Linked DNA regions of Mus musculus: regions 1 and 3 are each linked to region 2. Evidence: chromatin contacts called from public Hi-C data. All regions are on one chromosome and are shown on one strand. Each heading gives the region's core, a stretch centred on a gene start, on an enhancer-like site or on the middle of the called end of the contact. The rest is flanking DNA. Distances are from core to core; before and after follow the strand shown. Region 1 overlaps Gm46414 (a long non-coding RNA gene). Region 2 overlaps Gm46414 (a long non-coding RNA gene). Region 3 overlaps Shc3 (src homology 2 domain-containing transforming protein C3).

What was found. A called contact is a pair of places that touch in the nucleus more often than the background predicts.
Region 1: a Hi-C map of uterus shows a contact between it and region 2, with 3 times the contacts expected there. The contact joins two enhancer-like sites. A contact is called at or near these places in 9 of 484 Hi-C or Micro-C datasets (embryonic stem cells, nephron progenitors, pre-pro-B cells and 1 more) and 2 of 115 datasets of contacts at active chromatin or transcription factors (neural progenitor cells and stem cell-derived anterior neural progenitor cells).
Region 3: a Hi-C map of the CH12 cell line shows a contact between it and region 2, with 2.1 times the contacts expected there. The contact joins two enhancer-like sites. A contact is called at or near these places in 4 of 15 datasets of contacts at CTCF or cohesin (the NIH/3T3 cell line, large pre-B cells and pro-B cells), 49 of 484 Hi-C or Micro-C datasets (the 3T3-L1 cell line, 3T3-L1-derived adipocytes, B cells and 26 more), 8 of 115 datasets of contacts at active chromatin or transcription factors (bone marrow-derived dendritic cells, cardiomyocytes, craniofacial prominence and 5 more) and 2 of 9 other capture datasets (embryonic stem cells and liver).

What each region holds. Positions count from the first base shown.
Region 1 is chr13:51,220,100-51,224,564 of GRCm38.p6, reverse strand. All of the region lies in intron 1 of Gm46414 (a long non-coding RNA gene), which reads right to left. Among named protein-coding and RNA genes, the nearest start is that of Gm46414, 14 kb to the right of the region's middle. RefSeq lists an enhancer at 1,868-4,300. Within about 2 kb of position 2,559, at least 47 of the 459 cell types and tissues checked have an H3K27ac peak or open chromatin away from gene starts, as enhancers often do. A contact at or near this core is called in uterus, where this site is marked.
Region 2 is chr13:51,313,170-51,318,079 of GRCm38.p6, reverse strand. The region is part of intron 2 of Gm46414 (a long non-coding RNA gene); the gene reads right to left. Among named protein-coding and RNA genes, the nearest start is that of S1pr3, 93 kb to the left of the region's middle. Within about 2 kb of position 3,404, at least 178 of the 459 cell types and tissues checked have an H3K27ac peak or open chromatin away from gene starts, as enhancers often do. A contact at or near this core is called in cortical neurons, muscle stem cells and uterus, where this site is marked.
Region 3 is chr13:51,422,634-51,427,110 of GRCm38.p6, reverse strand. Shc3 (src homology 2 domain-containing transforming protein C3) reads left to right here. Exons shown (of 12, transcript NM_009167.5): 12 at 1-3,722. It overlaps S1pr3 (sphingosine-1-phosphate receptor 3), which reads right to left. Exons shown (of 2, transcript NM_010101.4): 2 at 4,314-4,477. Among named protein-coding and RNA genes, the nearest start is that of Gm32834, 6.2 kb to the right of the region's middle. Within about 2 kb of position 2,525, at least 15 of the 459 cell types and tissues checked have an H3K27ac peak or open chromatin away from gene starts, as enhancers often do. A contact at or near this core is called in cortical neurons and muscle stem cells, where this site is marked.

The DNA.
Region 1 (4,465 bases), core at 1,310-3,809, 93 kb after region 2:
AATCATGGCAGCATCCAGGTAGGCATGGTACAGGAGGAGCTGACAGTTTTACATCTTCATCTGAAGGCTGATAGGAGAAGAGTGGCTTCCAGGCAGCTAGGATGAGGGTCTTAAAGGCCATGCCCACAGTGACACACTTCCTCCAAAAAGGACATATCTCCAAATAGTGACACTCCCTGGGCCAAGCATATTCAGACTACCACAGTTGTTTTTGAAATTTTAAATGATTAGTTTTCGGTTTTTCGAGACAGGGTTTCTCTGTATAGCCCTGGCTGTCCTGGAACTCACTCTGTAGACCAGGCTGGCCTCGAACTCAGAAATCCGCCTGCCTCTGTGTAAGTGCTGGGATTAAAGGTGTGTGCCACCACTGCTCGGCTAAATTATTAGTATTAATTAAACTTGTTCTTACAATTTTATACATGCATGTAATGCATACTCTCCCACAATCTCAGATCTCTCTAGTATCTCCATCTAAATACCCTCTTTCCCTATAAATCTCTTTCTCGTGTTCACGTCTATTCATGTTGTGTGACCCACTAAGTCTAACCAAAGCATAACGTATGATCATGGGTGTAGACCCATCCATTGGACCCTGGTGGGTTCAGCAGTAGATACACAACTGAAGACAATGACTGTCCCTCTCCCATAAGCTATCAATGGCCAATAGTTCAGCAGTAAGGGGTAATGCCCCATGAGTTCTCCCCTTTATCGTGACTTACAGGACCAGTCTTGTGCAGATGCCATGGTTATAAGTTTGTGATTATAATGATTGTTTCAAGTCTAGAGGATGCCATTCACAGCCCTTTACACCATCTCTTGGCTCTTTCATACTTCCTATCCCCTCCTCTGCAATGTTCCATGAGCCCTAGAAAGGACGGTGTAAACATCTTGTTAGGACCGGACACTCAACCATCACTTGCTCTCAACATCTTGAGCAGTCATGAGCCTCCTTTTCTCCACTGTTCACAGCCAACAGTTTTGGTTGTGTAGGGCTGCAGCTTCACCATGGCAGATTCTTGAAAACTCTTCGATGAGTGAAAGAAGCCAGACAAAGGATCACGTGACCTATGATTGCATTTTAATGAATTTTTCAAACAAAGAGAGAAGCACAGGATCAGCTGCTTCTGCTGGAACAAAACAGACTGGAAAGGGACACAAGGGGACTGGATGGCAAAAGTGTCCTGTGGGTGGAGTAATCTGGCCCAGTGAATGCATAACATTTGTCCAAACTTATTGAACGGGATACTTTCGATTGGGACACTTCTGCATGGGAAATTTTCCTCCAACAAAAGCTAAAAGTAAATATGAAATTGTAATTAACAAATGAGACGGTGCAGTTCTTGAGAAAGCCGGGCATCAGTGTCTACAATGTGCTTTAAATAGAAAGAAACAGAAGAGGGGTCAATGGTGAGCAGTGGATGTGTGGGTGGATGAAGCAAGAATCATAAAAATTTAATGGTGGGATAGAGCTCATGTGATTGTTTTCTTTAAATCTTTCAAAGTTTTGGTAGTTTAACATTTTTTTTAAAATGGACTGTTGAACGGAACAGAACACGTGTGGGAAGTTTTAAATACCTCCTGGTCTATGTTTCTTGTTAGCGGCTCAATTTCCTCTACACTCTCCCCCACATGTGGCTTCAGGACACAAGAGAATATGATATAAGGAATGCAGGCGTGACTGGGAATGGCAAGGAGAAGGATGTGGAAGGATGAGGAGGGAGGAAGGCCCCCAGGAGGTTGATGGCTGAGGGGTGTGTCTGTCAGGGCTCTGTCAGAGAGGCAGAACTCTGGAAGATAGTGGTCAGTCTTTGTTGTCAACTTGACTGAGTCTGAACCAAAGAAACTGAGGCAGATCTCTGAGTGATCTATAAAGGGAAGCCAGGGAGAATTCATCTCTTTGCAGGGGAAGACCCACTCTGAATGTAGGCGCTCTGGGTGGGAGCCCTGGGACACAATGGGAAGAGGAGAAAAGGAACTGAAAGATGAATGAGACCCTCTGCTTCCTGGCCAGCATCCACACAGATCTGCTCTTCCACACCTCCCTTGCCATGCCTCCCCCCTGCCACGTTTTCCCAGCTATGCCTCTCCTGACACACCACCCTTCCCCAAAAAAGAACTTCCCTGCCACAATAGACTAAACCCCCTGAAATTGGACATAAAAACAAATCTCTCCTCCTTTGTGTGGCATCATCTGGTGTTTGGGTCATGGTGAAGAGAGATCTAATATGCATAACGGGCATCAGACCTGTATGATCTCTGGGGCTGCCTAGGAAATCCCAGAATCCACCAGGCAGGCTGTAGGAAGGGTAGATGAGGACTCTGGGGGGAATAGTCTGGGGCTATCATCTGTGAATGGAGTTTCTTCTTTCCCTGGGAAACCTCTGCTCAGATTTTAAAGCCCTTCAACCACGCCGACCCGGATCATCTAGGAGACTCTACTGGCAGCCCCTGATCATTTTTTTACGGGAACCCTTAACAAGAGCTGAGGACATAGCTCAGCTGGAAAAGTGCTTGGTCAGCATGCATCTGTCATCTCTTGGCCTTTACAGTGAGGTGGGAGGTGGAGTCAAGGACTCACTCCCAGAAGCAGCCAGCCTGGAGTATCTAGCCACAAGCACTGTAGAGACCAAGGTGAACTGTGAAAACTGACCCTCTGAGCTACACACAAAGACTGTGACACGTGTCCACGAGCACTCACACACACAAATGTGCACAGAAGACTCTGAAGGGATTTTCCAAGGGCATGCACACCACCTTCCTTCTAGTGTGAGACTATTTTCAAGCTAATAGGAAGAGAGGCAAGCACACATAAAACAACACAGCGACCTTGCAGCCGTCCAGGAAGAACCCTGGGAGAATGTGCAATTAAACGCTGGAACTCACTTGTGGGAGGGGGTTTTGAGTAACTATTGCCAATTTTCCAAATAAGCCAAGAAGCAGATTTTATTGCTTTTGAGCATGAAAAGGAAATCAAGAGCCTGCCTTGCTCATTGCTGTTCCTCCTGGTTTTGTGCCTGTGTGATTGCTTGAGACCGAACTTCAGCAGAGGCCCGTGAGAGCCAAATTGCTTTTTAAATTAAGCAACAGGAAGGTTTGAGTGCCTCGTTTGTCTCCAATGTGGTTAATAAGAACCAGATGCAAGACTTACCCCAAAGTTTCCTTTTCTAGAGGTCTGGTACTCATTTATGAATTTGCTCAATGAACTAAAAATATGATTTATATGCATGCTTTATTCACTAATACCTTTGATAAACTGGTATGTTCTGTCTGAGATAGGCCCTGTGTGCTGAAAATGAATCTGCAAGTGCTAACATGGGATACAGGAAGCAGCTCTGTATTCTCCAAGAATGAGTGAACCCCTCTTGCCTAGAGGCAGATTCAAGCCTGGCCTCTGGGAGCCTCCTCTTCATGATCCATGGAGCTGGAGCCTTGACCCCAGCAGAACACCCCAACAGCTCCGCTGTTTGCTTGGCGCTTCCCAGTCAGGCATAGGCTAAGAGTTACCAGTATCCTTCTCCCAAGTGTGTGGGAGGGGGGGCTGGCCCTGCACTCGCTTTCCCTGGTGTGCACAAGCCTGCCTCTCAGAGCATCCCATCAACAAGTGTAGTATCCGACACACAATGTACACACAGCACACAAAGACTATATACACCATTCATGTATCACAGCTCTACTCACGGCCACAGACACCAATTACTCACCCCACCACAAGTACACACGCTACAAACACTGCATGCCATACATACCGTATACCATATATTATATACATTATGCTCACACATCACACCCCACCACAGGTACATATATTGTATGTATAGCACAACACATACTACATACCATATATATATTACACATACACACCATCCTCACAGATACCCTGCATACCAATATTTATACATCACAGGCACACACACCCCACATATTGTATAGATACACACAGCACTACATGCCACACATACACATACATGCTATTTCCATATTTCTACAATACACCACATACATCTCATTCACATATCCACATGCATGTACACCCATGCAGCAGCACGCACACATGTGTGCACGCACACACACACACACATGCACACACACATGCACACCATATATCACACAGAGATACAACATAATATGCACTGGAAAGTTCAGCTCACATCTTTCTTGAGAATGACCTGAGGCAAAACCTTTCAGAGGATGAAAAACCTATGCCAGAAGTTTGATGCTACTAGCTGTTCCCCCTGCACTGCATCCTTCCTCTTTCAAGTTTGCATCAGCAAGCCCAGCTGCTCATTCGATTGCTGCGTTAACCATGGGTTAAGCTCCCCAGACCCCAGTTTCCGATTTGAGTTCACTCCAGATTTACAATAAGAGCCGATTACAGTGGTACAGGGAAGATGCTGTGCTTTCGCCTGGCACATAGGGTAGGTAAGCTTGGGAAATTTTCAGAAAATGGCCACACAGTGAGCAGAAA
Region 2 (4,910 bases), core at 2,155-4,654:
GCATAGATATATAGATAGATGATAGCAAGAGCATAAAACAAAGAAAACATTGAATAGCATGCATAGCACATGTTAAAATATTTTAAATAGTTACTTCTTCAGCATGGTGGGACACATCTTCAGTCCCAGCACTGAAAATGCAGAAGCAGGCAAATCCCTAAGTGTGAGGCCAACTGGTGTGTAGAACAAGTTCCAGGAGAGCCAGGAGTACACAAAGAAAACTTGTCTCAAAAACATAAATAATAAATAAATAAATAGTTACTTGTGAATGGAGAATTGCGGCTATCTTACAGCATTTGCTATCTAATATTTACAATAAAAATATCTTTTCTTTAAAAAAAAAGTATTCTGGGTGTGAGAAGAGAACACAATCCCTATTTCAAAGGGACAAAAATTAAAGCAAATAGACCAGGCCCGGGTAAAGAGTGTCCAGGACCCTTGTGCTTCTGGCACTCCTGGAGATTCTGGTATCCCTGGAATGCCTATTACCCATGGTGTGCTTTTGCCCAGCACCCCAGACACATCTAGTAGATCTTGTACCCTTTTGTAGCTTTGGCATGCCTAGCACACCTAATGTGTCCCAGTTAGCTTTAACTCTCAATTTGACACAGCCTGCAATAGCCTGGGAACAGAGCATCAGATGTAAGCACATTTGTTGGGAATTGTTTTGATTGTTAATCAGTACAGAAGGACCCAGTCCATGGTGGGCGGCACCATTCCCTACGGCAGGGGTCAAGAGCTAAATGAGTCAGAGAACAGACAGAATCAAGCCATCTCACAAGCAGGCTGCCTGGACACACTCATTCATTTCTCTCCATGTTTCACTGTGGGTATGACACATCTGTTTCCTTGAGTTCCTGCTCTGACTTCTCTTAGCAATGGGCTGTGATGCCAAAGAAGTTCTTTCATCTTTTAAGTTGCTTTTGGGAAGAGGGTTTTATCACAACAACAGCAGGAGACTAGAACTGTCCACCAGGCACTGTCCACCAGGCACAGCTGGGCAACCTGGAACGTGAGAGTTGTCCCAGGGAATTGCCTGCTCAGAATGTAAGAAGGCATTTTGTCTACCCCAGGACCACATGGACTCAGGAGACAGGGTCAGAAGACCATAGTCATCTGCACCATTAGCTTCTAAACCTTAATCTTAAGACCCACTTCACATGTCCCAGCCACCTCTCCCCAACAAGGGCAACCTTGACCTGGATGTGGTTCCATTCGCCCTTGCTTCTTCCTACACAGAGGTTGTATATAAAAATGGCTCCCAGCCAGTGGCCACGGCTCCCCACCCAGACACTGCCACAGAGGGAGATTCTAGACCATGCTCTGTGAAGATGAATCTTCGTATCTGCCCTAACCTGACCCAAGCACTGACCCTCAGGAGCCTCCAGGGAGGTCAGTCGTCAGTAAGTGCATAGAAGTTAGTCAAGGAGATAAGGGCTGGGAAGGCAGAGCAGACAGGAGGTCAGTCAAGCCCTTTGTCAGCCTCTGGGAAGGCCCCACCCAGGCCCACTGCCACACAAGCCTTGGGCAGAACTGGTTTCCACACTGCTCTTCCTCCCCAGCCCCCACCTTAGTCTCTTTAGCTGTTGCTATGACAAAACACTGTCAGATACAACTTAAGGGGAAGGGTTTGTCCTGGCTCACAGTTCCAAGATACAGTCCACCAGTGGGGACATTTAAGATGCACGCATGCTGCTGCTCAGCTGCCTTTCTCCATTTACACAGTCCAGGATGCCCCTGACTAGGGAATGACGCCACCCTCAGTGGCTGGATGTCCCTACCTCAGTCAGTGATGGAGATAATCCCATGAGCCATGCCCAGGTGATTCTAGATGCTGTCAGGTTAACACTAACCATCATGCCTCGATGTTGGTGGTTAACTTCCTGTAGTGTGTCTAGGGAACAGCATGCACAGAAAAACTGGGATATAAAAAACAGAGGAAGGAGAGAGAGAGAGAGAGAGAGAGAGAGAGAGAGAGGGAGGGAGGGAGAGGGAGGGAGGGAGAGAGAGAGAGAGAGAGAGAGAGAGAGAGAGAGAGAGAGGAGAGAGAGAGACCCTGCTGGCATTTCCCTGCCTTGGTGCTGTAGGTGATGTGTCAGGTTTAGCTGTTGCCCTCCTGAGGTGGAGGCCTGAGCCTCTTTCTCTTCCAGCTGGGACACCTGCCCCGTGAGGATTGGCTGTGTGGAGTGCACAGCCCCCTTCTTCCCTGAGCGAACTGAGGACTTCAGAAAGGTCGCATTTGAGTGATCATAATTCCAGTTACCCACGTTCCTCAGAGCAGGTAGCAACTGCCCCGTGTTCTTTGGAGATGACGCAGCAATGCTGGAGAACAAGGCCACCTCATTTCTCCGCTTCTCTCTTCTGTCTCCTCGTGGCTCACCCAAACATTCTCAGTTCCTCCTAAGTTTCCTCCCTCACGATTTCTCTAAGCTGCAGCAAATCTTCCTGTCTTTCTGTTTGAATGTGTGCACACACAAGCCTCTTGAATGTGAGTGAGGACCACTCGTGTCTGAGAGGGAGTCCTGATTAGAAACCGCGTTCCCAGTCACCATGGGAAAGAGCACTCTAGCTAAGACAGTCTTTCCCACAAAGCCCTTGACCAGGCAGCTCTTTCTGTTTTAATTGCTAGCCAAAAACTCTCAAAGACAAATGTGGTTCTCCTGAGAGGAATAAAAAAAAAAATGAGGTTTCATCTTATATGCCATCATACTGGGAATCAAGGCGACACATTATCTAAGAATCAGAGAGACTGGGGGTGGGGGATAGCTCTGGGCCAGACCACTGAGAAATGAAAGGATTTAGACACCCCCTTCTCTGGGGTGACAGGCCAGGATTGCTAAAGTTCTGAGGAGTGTGCTGGGGTGGGGGTGGTGTGTTTCAGTATGACTGAGAAAAAGTCTCATCCATTAGAAAAAAAAAATGTCAGAATATGGCTATGAGCAAAGGCTTTTAACTGGCTTATTAACAACAGATATCCCCAAGCGCAGATAAGCCCAGTTGGAAGGCAGAAAGCAGAGCTGAGATATCTTCTGACAATTAAGGTACAGCCAGCGTCATAAGGAGGTTGGGGGAAGAGTGTGACTTTCAAGGAGGCACGGAGCAGACAATGGAAGTCTAAAAGCAACCCTGCTTAGCACACAAGAGGATCACAGGGACTACAGCAGGGCCACTCCCCCAGCCTGTCCCCTCTGCAGCACGCTGCCATAGCCACTAATGTCCTGAAAAGAAGGGTAAAGTGCATTTCCCAACTCCAGCCCTGACCGGGCCTCTAATTTTACTTCCATGAGTGTGCCCTGATGGATTTTTGAGAAGGGAGAGGTGGGTCATAAATAAAACAGGGCCCACAGCAGAGCTCTAATCAGTTGCAGCTGCTGCCTGAGGAGGCCTGACAGGCAGCTTGCCTTGGGACCTGGTGCATTCTGTGGCCAGCATGGGGGCGGGAAGACAGTGGATGCCTGGGGGAAAGGCCTGAGACATGAGTCTGCAGAATTCATTGCTCCTAATTAAAACCGCATTTACAGAGAACAAACCGTAGGGGCGGGGAGCATGCAGTGGGATTTCCTTGTAGCTTGGAAAATGAATCAACTTGGAAAGGGGTAGGGGCTGCCTATCTGCAAACTCCCTGCTGCAAACAGGACACTGCCCATTTCCATCCAAATATAAAAACCTGACCCATATTGTAGGGGAATGTGCTCATGGGGACCCCAGAGAGTGTCATCAGAATGGGGGACTGTTTAAATAGGATGACTGAGTCATTTGGTGGACCTAGAAGCTCTGTCCTCAGAGCTAGTGAGGAGACAATGCTCTGTGTGTGTGGGGGAACCAGGGGGCTTCAGGTAGGAAAAGCCCTACGTGACCATCGCCTAGTGTTTTCATGGAGTTTGTTATCTTGTTAACTAAAGAAAATTATAGGTCCTATTGCTGTGTATGTCTTTCAGTCAAAAATAATTCCGGAGATGAAAAGATGTTTTAAAAAAAATTAAGGTACAGTAGGGTGCCTTACAGGAATTGGTTTAAAATGGTCCTGTCATTTGGAGAGAACTGGTTGGCACATAAGCCAGCCTTGTAGAGAGGTGTAAGACCAGAAGTGAGGCAGAGTCTTTGGGATGTTCTTTCTCAGTCAGTCAGTCATTCATTCAGTGTGTGTGTGTGTGTGTGTGTGTGTGTGTGTGTGTGTGTGTGTAGGGAGGGGGTGCTGTTGCCCCTGTGACCTCAAGGCAAGGCTGCTCCAAAAGAGGCATAGAGAGCTGGCCCTGGCTGTTCTCCTGGGTGGCAGGAGCCCAAGCAGGACACTGCTGTAATGGTGGCGAGGGAATCAGACACACCCTGTGCAGGCTGAGTGTGTTCCCTGTACCTGGCACAGCTCAGTGGCATCAAAGGCCAGATGAGCTGCACTCTATGAGAAGGGCCAGCTGGAGGCCCTCTGAAGCCAGCTGTCCCTGCTTTAGCTTCTGAGCTCAGCGGGTGGGAGAAGGTTCCCAGGACGGCCTGCCCAACTCAAGATTGACCAGCCAGCCACCCACACAAGTCCTGGGGGAGAGGGCACCACATCTCACCTCTGACTCAGATAGACTGAGGACAAACAAAACACAAACTGAGCCTTCAGAGTGAGACATGGGGACTTAAATAACTTTAATACTCCCACCAAGGGTTCATAAGGTTCCTAAGAGCAGGCTGAGGCTCTGGCCTGATGGCTCTAAGTCAAGGGACAGTCTGAAAATACAAACACCATCTCTAGTGGGATGCAGATGGATCTCAAGCTAGATGAGCAGAAGAGAGTCCTGGGAGCCAGAGGATTATTCAAAATAACTCAGCATTGCTGCAGCTGCTCTATCTTGCATTGATTTATTAGGCTGATGTGTGTGTGTGTGTGTGTGTGTGTGTGTGTGTGTGTGTTTTCCCCTTGCCCT
Region 3 (4,477 bases), core at 1,276-3,775, 110 kb before region 2:
CTCTGACACCATGACTTGTGCTTCCTTCAAAGAGTGGTGTGGATAGAGAAATAAATATATAAAGTGACTTCCTGGGACTCTTCACTGACAGAACGTATCTCACTCCTCCTCCATGGGCCCAAAGTGGTAGGCCATCTATAAACAGCTTTTGTGGATGGTGACAGCCAGATTTTAAATAGGAGGAGGGTAGTAGAAAGGTTGCAAATGAAACCATGTGCTCAGAAACATATGTGTGATGCTAGTTCTTATGGAAATTTTGAAGTGTGTGTGTGTGTTTTCAAGAAAGACAATGTAGATAATAAACCCCACTCCTGGAACATATTACAAACCTAGAAATTTTGCCCTTCTGGGATAATGGGCAGGTGCTTTCGAGATGTTTCAGCTGAAGGGGCCCTTGTATTTCAGCTGAAAAAATTGGATGGCAGTGGTCAATGGCTAGATCTAGGAAAGAATGCAGGACTTACTAAGGCCTTTTGAGGCTCAGACATGTAGCTCACATGGAAGCAACATACTCCACCTTTTGAAGTACAGGAAGGACTGAGCCATTTGCCTGAGAGAGTCAGGACCTGTGGTTGGTGACTTAGCTGGTATTCTACCAAGGGGAGCTGGGGGTGGGGGTGGGGATGGAGGGGGGATTTGGGTCCATATAGCTTACTTTGGAAATGATCCCAGAAGTCAAGAAGGAAGTAGCTGCTGTGGAATGGTTGCATTGTGGAACACGAGTCCACCCAGGATACATTGTGGGCATCTATTTGCTGTTAAGCCCCAGGAACAGAACTGAAGACACCTGGGTTAGCTAGTGGGTGGGGCATGGAGGAGCTCCACCACAGTCAGCATGGATGGAAGGCTATCTCCAGAGATTTCTGCCCAGCCTTGTGCATACCTGTGCACACTCTGTGAACTGGGACATCCTGGGGCAGAGGCTGGTATTTATAAAATATCAGTCTCAGAGCAGAAGGCAGACATCGAAGAACCAGGCTGCCTGATCCACACATGGATTTCAGGGCTCTGGCCCTTGGGCTCCTGACTCAGCAGGCCTAGTGTGAGGGTAGAGCACTTGCCTTTTCAGTGTGAGGACATGCTAATGCTAAGGATCTTGGCTTTGATATTGACTGGTGAGCCTCCACCCCTTCCTTGACGCTTACTGGTGGACTCCATCTCCATCTCCCTCCCACCCCCACCAATTATGAAGAAAATTTCACACCACTTCACATCATATTTCCCAGGCCCATGCCGTGAATTTGAAAATGGGGAATTAATAAGTACTTATAACTCCCTGCAACTGTGGCTGGCAGATAAAATGCCATCTGCCAGACAGGATTTATTTATAATGGGGTTTATACATATTTATAAGTTTGCAAGCAACAAATGCACAGTTTTAAAACTGGCACATTTTATATCAGCTAGAAAAAAATTGCAACTTTATACTAAGGCTTTCTGAGTGTGAACTGCATGTGTGTAGTATACACGTACACGAGCTTTCTTTAGTTCAGATGGAATGCGCACCACAGCATGTGTATGTCCAGATGCAGACCAGCTCTGTGTTGGGTCTCTCTCTACTGAGCCTCTGGGGTTTCCTGCATTGGATGACCTGTATATGAGAAATGGCACCAAGAGCTTGGCGGTTGATTTGCTCTCATTTGCAGACCTGTGGAGCAGAGTTCTGGGTGTCGTGGACTCTGAGACCATGGTACAAAAAGGGAAGTAGGGCTCTCACTGCAGGCCGAGAGAGAGGGAAAGCAAGCCAGGAGTGTGGTGCATTTCTGTAATCCCAGAACTTGGATGGTAAAGGCTAGCTCAGGGTCAACCTGGGCTAAACGAGGCCATGTCTCAAGAGAACTAAACAGAAGGGTAGCCAGCAGAAGACAAGGAAGAGGCAGGTGTTAGAGAAAAGGAAAAGGGACATGCAGATGAAACACCCACAGACCCACATCCTTTCTTGACCCAGCCTGACTTACCACAACCGGACTTGGCTGGCCAGCCCTCCTGGCCACATTTATACCTTAGATCCTATGTAGCAGGTCCTGCAGGGACTTGTGGGACAGAGAAGGGAACATAAGGTGAATCTGTTCCTGTTTATAATCTAACTGGAGCCCCTCCTCCAACACACACATGAAGTGTGAGAGTGTTGGAGTGGGAGTCGGGGAGGCTTTCAGGGCTGGTGTGCTCACATTCAGTATGGACCAAGGATCAGGCTCAGGACTGAGCTGGAGGCGCTGAAGGCTTTTAAACAGCAGGTGGCGCAGTTGTACCCTTGAGGAAGAAAAGGGTGCAAAAGTTCAAGTTGGTGTCCCTCATGGAATCTGCTGATGTCAGTAGGATGCCGGAGGACAGGTTGAAAAGCTTTCCTTTCCTCTCGCTGCCCTCTCAGATGCCCTGGGGGTAAGTGAGTCCCTGAGACCCCCAGACACACCTATGGGTGAAAGAGAAACCACAGGAAATGGACAGCTTTATGTACCCACTGTACATAGAGGACAGAACCTATGGGGTGAATCTGAAACCCGAGCTCCTGAGGACATACAGGTTCACACTGGAGGAAATTCCTTTACCACAACCAAAGTCACTCACAGCGGAGTCAAGCAACAGTTCACAAGGCAGAGACAGTAGACTAACTAGTCTGGGGACAACTAGTTTCTTTTCCTCTTCTTCTTCTTCTTTGTTTAACAACACTATGTGTGAGTTGCCAATTGAATGTTCTCTGTTCAACTGACTTTTGGATATAACTTGTTTCTGAGTATTGTGAAATTTATGTGAATTTCTTTGTGTTCAGAATGAGACATTTGATGTTCAAAAGCCCCAGGATTAGGGGACAGCTCAGTGTAAATGTAATGTGTAACAAGGTATTGAACAGTTTTCCAAAAGCATTCGGGTGGCCAATTATACATATTGATATATACATATTTGAAATTTCTTTTTGTTTCTGTTAACCATTGTGAAACACCAACAGTTACTGTAACAGTTACTGCCTGGGAGTGTGGCCAACCGCCCCTTGCCACTTTGATACTGGCCTGGGATTGGCTCCCTAAGTCACCTGTTGAGGAGCAGAAATACAAAGTCAACTTTAAGTTTTCTAATATTTTTCTTTGATAAAACTTAGGCGATTTGACGACCATTTGGCATTCCCAAGAGATAACAGGTGAAGGTGATCAGGCAGCTTGGACTCCCTCACCTGCAGGGACTCTTTAGAGAAACGGTGTTGCTTTCGGTCTCATGCCCTCCACCACGGTCCTGGCACACCACAGCCGAGCTTCTGGGATAACCACGAGGAGGCAGCATAGAACATCCCATCACCATGGCCGAGGTATGGCTGGTGGCAGGCTAACCCTAGACAATGCTGCTCTTCTTGTTATTATTAGGTACTGGAACATGTGCCTTTATCATTGGGACGGCCACCCATGCACTTCCAATCCCAGAGCTCAGAGCTGACCCTCTGCCCTCTGACTTAGACAACTATGTGGGTGATGAGGTTTTTGTTTTTTTGTTTGTTTGTTTGTTTTCATTTTTTTCATTTGTCACTAGTCTCCAAAGCATGGAACTGGCGGCGATGTCATTAGACATTTTCTATAAAATGCACCTTGTTATCTTTCTGTGACCGGCTCTTTCCCAGCACACAGAATAACCACGGCTCAAAGATTGAGAGGAGTAACCATTTTTAAATAGTTAATTGTTTCAGTGACTGTAAGTGTTAAGTCTGTTGTTGGCAATAAAGGCTACTGTGAAAAGAAGTGTCTCTTGTTTGCGTGACAGAGCTCACGTCTGTGTGTGGTGGCAGGGCGCCATCATGCATGCGTAGAAGTCACAGGACAACTTGTAGGGCTTCTCTCCTTCTGTCATGTGGGCCCTGGGAATCGAACTCAGGACATCAAGTGTCACCAAGGCAAGCAACATTGCCTTCTGAGCCACTCGCCAGCCCTGGGTCTTATAACGCATCGCAGAAGACAGGAGGGCAGATTGAAACCTTTCTCTAGAAAATTGGTCTTCTGTTTTTCCCTCAGGGGTGGGAAAAGGGATAACTTGTCAGAAACACTTGAAAAGATTCATGCCAATTTTGCGATCTGGAGCATAGACTGCCTTGGGCAGGTCAGAGGTGATAGACGGCGGGAAGGTGGAACTGGGGGTGGGGGTGAGGTGTCTTTTTCACTACAAGTTATAACATCTGTCGTCAACAAAGCATCACACCAAATATGGATCCTCCGTGTGTGGGATGCAGGTTAGTGGCTAAAACTTACCGACTATAAAACAGGGAGCCAGTTCTGCCGGCTGCTTACCCGCTTGCTCATCTGCAGACACTGGCAAATGAAACCTAGTCTTCTGGTTGGATGACATTTTTATTTTATAATTTCTTCCCTACAGAGGGGCTATTACCATTCTTCAAATCATAGGATCTGCTGGGAAATGGCTCCCCTGGGATGCCCTGTGCCTACGTAAATGCCACAGAGGGCAGTTTGTGCCTATAACCATGACAGGAGGAACACAG